Regions from separate parts of the Rattus norvegicus genome. Here region 1 is linked to region 2. A link is a contact called in public Hi-C data. All regions are on one chromosome and are shown on one strand. Each heading gives the region's core, a stretch centred on a gene start, on an enhancer-like site or on the middle of the called end of the contact. The rest is flanking DNA. Distances are from core to core; before and after follow the strand shown.

What was found. Hi-C and Micro-C count contacts between places; a contact is called where the count stands out from the background.
Region 1: a contact with region 2 is called in a Hi-C map of liver, with 3 times the contacts expected there. The contact joins two enhancer-like sites. A contact is called at or near these places in 8 of 12 Hi-C or Micro-C datasets (the Rat2 cell line, frontal cortex, hepatocytes and 4 more).

The regions. Positions count from the first base shown.
Region 1 is chr7:58,923,257-58,927,087 of GRCr8, forward strand. No RefSeq gene overlaps it. Among named protein-coding and RNA genes, the nearest start is that of Rassf3, 39 kb to the left of the region's middle. Within about 2 kb of position 2,530, at least 5 of the 93 cell types and tissues checked have an H3K27ac peak or open chromatin away from gene starts, as enhancers often do. A contact at or near this core is called in liver, where this site is marked.
Region 2 is chr7:58,836,685-58,840,341 of GRCr8, forward strand. The region is part of intron 1 of Rassf3 (Ras association domain family member 3); the gene reads right to left. Among named protein-coding and RNA genes, the nearest start is that of Rassf3, 48 kb to the right of the region's middle. Within about 2 kb of position 2,212, at least 10 of the 93 cell types and tissues checked have an H3K27ac peak or open chromatin away from gene starts, as enhancers often do. A contact at or near this core is called in liver, where this site is marked.

The sequences.
Region 1 (3,831 bases), core at 1,280-3,779, 87 kb after region 2:
TTAAGGTAATGTGCTCTAGGTTTTATTAATCCTGGCACACTATAAAATTCACCTCTGTGGCTGGCATCGTGGCTCAGAAAGTAAAGGATCTTGTTACCAAGGCTGACAGCCAGAGATCAGTGCCTGGGACCTACACGAAAGGGAAAACCAACTCTAACAAGTTGTCCTCTAATTTCTCTTGTGTCATGACATGCACATATAGATATATGTAACACACACACACACGTACAATTTAATAAAAAAATTCTTAAATTGGGACTGGAGAGATGGCTAAGAGCACTGGCTACTCTTCTTAAAGGTCCTGATTCAAATCCCAGCAACCACACAGTAGCTCACAACCATCTGTAATGGGATCCGATGCCCTCTTCTGGTGTACATGAAGACAGCATACCCATCTACATAAAATAAATAAGGAAAAAAAATTTTAAAATGGCAAATTTCGCCTGGTGTGGTGGCACACGCCTTTGAGCCCAGCACTTAGGAGGCAGAGGCAGAGGCAGGTGGATCTCTGTGAGTTTGAGGCCAGCCTGGTCTACATAGCAAGCTCCAAAGTAGCCAGGACTACATAGAGAGACTCTGTCTTAATTAAAAAAAAAAAAAAAGACATATTTATATAATGCCTATTTTACATCCCAGCCCCCATATTTGAGAAAGATAGACATATATATATATACACACACACACACACACGTGTACACACAGACACACGCAGACACGAGGTTCTGAGAGAAAAGGTAAGGGATAGATATAGTGACTCTCTCACAGAAGTCTGCTGAATTAGAACAGGAGCTATGGGCTGGAGAGATGGCTCAGCGGTTAAGAGCACCCAACTACTCTTCCAGAGGTCCTGAGTTCAATTCCCAGCAACCACATGGTGGCTCACAACCATCTGTAAAGAGATCCGATGTCCTCTTCTGGTGTATCTGAAGACAGCTACAGTGTACTTATATATAATAAATAAAGAAAGAAAGAAAGAAAGAAAGGAAGAAAGAAAGAAAGAAAGAACAGGCGCTACAATTTTGCCCTCCTGGTGTACGGTAGGGCAGGAGGGAAGAGGGAAACCCTCTGTGCCAGCCTCTAAAGAGTTTGGCCTGTGGACATTCATCTCCCAAGTCAGCACCACCACCAAGGACTCTAAGTCTGAGCTGTAGCGTAGTATGTCCTAAGTTCACGAGTTAGAAGATTAATTCCTCATAGTGGCAGTGTTGGGAGTGGTCCTGAAGGAGCTTGGGATGTTATACGCACACCCTTCAGCTTTCTATTGTGCAACACAGCCTGACACCCATGACAAGTATGGATACCCAGGGTTGTCCTTTCAGCACTTAGGAGGCAGAGGCAGGTGGATCTCGTGAGTTTGAGGCCAGCCTGGTCTACATAGTGAATTCCAAAACAGCCAGGACTAACTACATAGAGAGACCCTCATCTTGTCAATCCAAGAATTAAACTTCTTTTCTTTAGAAAGTTATCTTGTCTTAGATAATCTGCTCTAGAAAATGACTGAGACCCTGTCCAGGAATGTTATTTCACAGCTGCAAGACCAGAGGCTGGGTAATGTGCAGGGCTTGTTAACTATTTCGGAGTAGTCTCAAAGCCTACTGGGTAGGAGGTGGCCGTATAGGCCTGAGCAGTCACTGAGGAGGGGGAGGGGAGAGGGGAGTAGGGTCAAGGATCAGTTCCTGTTACAGCGTGGGGATGCCATTACTCTGCTCAGTGTGTGAAGTGATCCCTGGGCATGGGGGACATAGAGAGTAAAGGCCAGTTACCTGGCCACAAAGAAAGGGAGGCCGAGGGATGTCATGCAGAGTTAGGGATGGTTGAGTCCTGCCTCTCCATACAGGAAGTGGTGGCTTGAGGTCACTGGCAGCACCTTCTGGCCACATCTCTATATCTGCTCTTATCCAGCCCCAAGCTGATAAAGGCAGAACCAAGAATCACTCTCTAAGGTTCAAGTCAGATGTCACTCAGGTTCCGCCTGCGGGGAATTACTGACGTCACCAGGCGTCTGTCTCTGAGTTGTGCTTCTACAACAGGTCTCCTCTCTCCAGGCCTCTTTGAAATCCATCTGCCCAACAGTTGCAAGCCCAGCTGCTGCCTTGCCCCTTTGGCGGTGGGGAGAGAATCAATTATCCCGACCTCCGCCTGTGTCACAGCCAGCCTGTGTCACAGCCACGCCTACTACGAAGCTGGGGCACAGTTTAATGTGGACCTAAGCACTCGACAACTGCCTTTAGCCCTCGGTCCCCACCTGGCAACGCGATAAACACGGTCTCTGCTATCAGGAGTTTAGAAACACGACCCCATCGGAGACAGGAACCAGCATGCATTGCAACTTCCGTTTCAGACGCTGAATACGTACATGAGTATTTATCTAGGCTTTATCTTTAAAAAACACTTTAACACTGCATTTATGTATGCGTTTGTTTATTTTATGTGTATGTTTTTGTGTACACAAAACAGTGTTAGAGTGGAGGTCAGAGGACGATCCTGTGGGAATTCTAGTCGCTCCTTGCACCATGCCGGTCCTAAGTACTGAATCATTGTTAGACTTGCCGGCAAGCACCCTAACCAGCTGAGCCGGTTCACGGGATCTAACTGTACTTACTTGTTTTTGAGCCTTGGTCTCACTATGTAGCTCTGGCTATCCTGGAACTCATTGAGTAGACTAGGCTGGCCCGCCTCTGGCCTCCTAAGTGGTGGAATTAAAGGTGTGGGCCACTACGACCAACCCTGGACTTTATCATCTTGAGCTTTTCACACACATTAGCCAATGCTCTCCTTGCCTCTGCCTGAGAAAAGCCAGCAGTGTTATTCATATTCGTTTTTAGAACTCCCAACGTGGCTGATTGAGAATGCATTCATTGCTGACTTGGCCCCCTTTCCACCTGTGCTTTTGCTTTTGCTAATTATAGCAATCAGCGTCGTGACTGAGCCATCGGTGGGGCTCTGGGTCCTTCGGGACCCTTTCAGGACCCCGCAAGTCTGATTTATTGGGTGCCTGCTAGGTAGCAGGTTCTACTGGACCGTGAGTTTTAAGTCCACGGCCTTGCTTCCAGTGAGTTTTGTTTTGGACCGTGTTCCTCGGATGCTTTGCAACAGGGCCGTGCAAATGGATTAAATGGCAAAACACAAAAATGTAAAGCAAGATGGTTCACATTCCTTAGAGGAAAAGGCAGGAATGTCTAGGATGCTGAACATTCCTAGAAACGTTTTCTTCATCTATATTCTGGATATGGAGTTCCAGGATGGCCCCCCTCCCCGCGCCCATAGTGGAGGGGTGAATTTAATCTTCGAAATCATAGGTTAATAGTATAAACAAGGAAATGTAACCCATACCTACTGAGTTCAGAGGTGAGGCCTTTGGGAAGTGATTAAATTAGATAAGGTCCTTCTGGCCGATCCTGATGGCCTCTTGGGAGGTGTATTATCAGTCAGACACTGAGATACACACACATTTCTACCATAATGTGACGAAGTCAAGGGGACTGTCACCACAGCCGGTTTGTGCCTTCAGGATCCAAAGCCGTAGGTTAAATAGCTCTCCATTCTCCATACAGTTGTCTGCTTCAAGTACATTGCTATAGTAACAAAAAAAAAAATCTTTCTAGTAAGTACGTTCCATCTCCAAAACACTTCCGACCTTTGGATGTCAATTATTGGGGCAAAAAGACAAGTACGTTCCCAGGCACATTCTAATCCCAAGAATGCAGCTAGAGCCAAGCAGGAACCACTGAGCTACACTCCAACTCCAAAGCTAGATAATGTTTTTTCAGTTATGCACCAACCTCTTGCTTCTGGCTCCCAGAACAGTTTGTTTTTCTTTACAAGCTACTT
Region 2 (3,657 bases), core at 962-3,461:
TGTCCCATCAACAATTCACTTCATCTGTACTCTGGGAGGGGTGGGGGGGGGGTTGTAACTAGTACACCTAAAATAAAATACAACAGTCAAACTTGGTCATTTGAAGCCTCCTTTGTTCCTGAGGCTACTCATAAACAATCAAAATGACACCAGAGGACAAAGGTGGGTAGTTTAAACTATTCATTAAAAAAAAAAAAAAAAAGAGGCGGCACAGGCCTTAAATCCAAGCACTCAGGAGGCAGAGGCAGGCAGATCTCTTGAGCTCCAGGACAGCCTGCTCTACCGATCTGAGTTCCAGGATAGCCAGGGCTACAGAGAGAAATCCTGTTTTGAAAAAACAAACAAACAAACGAAATTTAAATTTAAACAGACCACAAAAATAAAACAACTACTGTCTAAGGCTGGGGTCTGCAGCAGTCTCTTCTTAAACACAGTGTGCTCAGAACATCAACACAACCCCAGCCTGTCACCACCCTTTGCCAGTGCCACCTGCTGGTCCCCAGCAGTCTGCAAGCCAAGTCCCCTGCTCCTCAGCTCATGGCCCACCCCACACAGACAGCCATCCCCACCACAGCAGCCCAGGGGTGCAGCTCGCATCACACATATCCAGGTTCAGGGCCCAAGGCACCTTCTAAGGTTTCCCAGCCACCCTACTGTGTCTTTGAATCTTCTACTGGGGGAATGCTGCGTTCAAACTAGCTGGGTCCTGAACAAGAGAGGCAGGCCCTTATCCTATACAACAGACCCAGTCCTGAAGTCTGGCCTCAAGTTTGCATTTGCAATCTATCTAGCCTCTTGCGTGTCTTATCGACCAGTGTGGTGTTCTTGCTCAGTTCCCAAAACCTAATAAATCTGCAGAGGCATATGAGGGCTTTACAGTATCAAACGCAATGGTTTATATGCTTCTGCTATCCGTCTGCATCAAAAACCAAAAGCCCTTCAAAGCATGCCCCGTAAATACCCTGGCACACCCGGGCCGTGAAAGCAGGCTCAGGCCTAACATGTTAATAAGATTAATTGAAGTTGTGATACACATTGGAAGAGCTTCATCTGAGCCTTCCATGACCTCACTCTTTAAAGCCCCAGTCACCACTCCGCCAATACCCTATATGGTTGTGCTTTTAAAACCAGGTCGTGTGCCAATCGGCAAACAGCCACTCGTTTGTTTGGAGCCAGAAAACAAACTTGGAGGTGGCCCGGCTCTTCAGGAGTGCCCTAGTCTTAGGTCCCAACCCTAAATGTATAACAGATTACACTCAGCCTTAGACATCACAGGTTGAAGCGTTTTCAAAGGAAGTCAATAGCGATGTCATTCATTTCTGAATGGTGACACAATTCATCGCTGGTTTTAATTGGTTCTCTCTCTCTCTCTCTTTTTTTTTTTCGGGTGCATGAAGTAAGAGAGAGGCCAGGCACACACAAATGTGGCTAATCTGCCCAGGCAACTAGGAAAAGAGTGAGGTGGCTGGGGAGGCAGAGCGTGGGCAAAGGTCAGCCCAGGTTGCCCTGGAGACAGGAGTTTTTTTAAGAACATGTCAACTCAAGGCCTCCGTTTTTTGACTAGCATGGCCCTGAACTATGGTCTTTGTCCCCTTACATCATCTAACACTCACTTTTACCAGCCTGCAAAGCTCCCCTAATCAAGCACTACAAAGTAATCATGCTGAAGATTAGGAAAATTAACTGAGAAAAATAAAGATAAGAAAGTGCCTGAAGCCAGGAAGGAAGAGAGAAAGAGAGAGAGGCTCAAAAACAAAACAAAACAAAACAAACCAGACCTGCTGCCCCAGATTCCAGCAGATTAAGAATCTCACTGGAGGGGTTGGGGATTTAGCTCAGTGGTAGAGCGCTTGCCTAGGAAGCGCAAGGCCCTGGGTTCGGTCCCCAGCTCCCGAAAAAAAGAACCAAAAAAAAAAAAAAAAAAAAAAAAAGAATCTCACTGGTGCAATCTGGAGGTAGACCCTGGAGTCATCAGTGGTCACAGACCATCAGCTAAGGGCACTTACTACCAGGGCTCAGGATCCTCCTCCCTCTCCCACCTCAGGTCAGCCCAGGGACACTGGAAGTTTCCACAGAGTCAGAGTCTAGTGGTAAAATCTCATGCCGCCACAGCCTCCATGACTTTTGAAACTCTGTGGGTAAGGCCAGGTTCCAGAGAACGGAAATCCAACAGGCTTGTTTGGAGACTAGAAAGGAATGCTGGGATGTGGTAGGCCAGTGAGGACGGCTGAGAAACCCTGCATGTGGTTCCTCCACCAACAGGCTCTAAGAGTCAGTCAAGGGCAGAGACAGGCAAACAAAACTCCTGGCAACTTTGCCAGGTGACACCTAACTTACAGAGAAAAAAAAAGTCTTAGTAAAATCAGAAGTTAGGGGGGTTGGGGATTTAGCACAGTGGTAGAGCGATTGCCTAGCAACCACAAGGTCCTGAGTTCGGTCTTCACCTGGGGGGGTGGGGGGTGGGGGGTGGGGGACGGACTTAGGTTCTATTCCCACCCACACACAGGAGGGTTCACAACCACCCATAACTCCAGTTGCAGGGGGATCTGACACCCCCTTCTGGCCTCTGCAGGCACTGCATGCACACGGCACACAGGGAGACACAGGTAAAATGATCTGAAACAGGTCTATGGGAAAGGATTGGGTTGTCTTTCTTTTTCCTGTTACAAGTGTAAGTTACCTCCATATGAAAGGAGGCTTAACTCCACCGTAGGCTCTGTGTTTCCAGGTAACAAAAGTATAAATGCCAATGGCCAGAACAACGGGGAGACCATGTCCAAGAGGTCACACTGAACTCCACTGTGGCTCAGATTAACATAGTTCTGATCCCCACCACCACCACCACATACCACCCTGCGGCCTCACTAATGTGCCAATCTGAGCATTCTTAGCGCTTGCTTGAACTTACACACCCCAGGTCCACAGCACCAAAAGGAAGGAGTCACGCTACAGGTGAGCCCAGGACCCAGCAGATCCTGAGACTTATTCTACTAGTAAGTATCCTAGCTCTGACTGCTTGCTTTTACAGAAATATGACAGTCTGAAAAGCCCACAAGGAGTTTAGGTTAAACTGTTTATATCACTAGCTCTCATTAACTCAACCCAGCCATCCCTTGTCAGAATATTCCTGCACTGCCCCCAAGATGACTCTTTTGATAAGCTGGTTCCGAGCCCTTAAAAGGCATGGCTCAAATCATACTGACTCCTTCTGCCAAGAGAAGACACAGTGAAGGTGCTTGCCCCACTTGGTGGCCTGTACCTCAAAAGGACACTGCCAGCCCAGAGCAAGCGCCACGGAGGACGCCGGCCAGCCCCTGTGCCTTGGTGGCGCCATCTCCAGAGTGCTGATCCAAAACTGGCTTTGCAGCCCTCGGGATTATCTTCTTTCTCCTTGCCAACGTGGTCAGATTGCACACTCTGGGGTCAAAGAAAACCAGGAACCCTGCAGAGGGAGCTCCCTGTCGTCCTCTATGGGAATCCTCTTCCTGCCTCCTGCTCTGTGGCAGCTGGGAGAAAATGTGGGAAGGATCCGGAGGTGTAAGCTACCCAGAGTGTGTCAGAACACAGGCTGGCCAGACCAGGACCGTGGCATGACAGGAGAGATGTCCACAGAGTAGCGAGTGCTTAGTGCTCCCTGCTCAGTGAACCCAGCCTAGT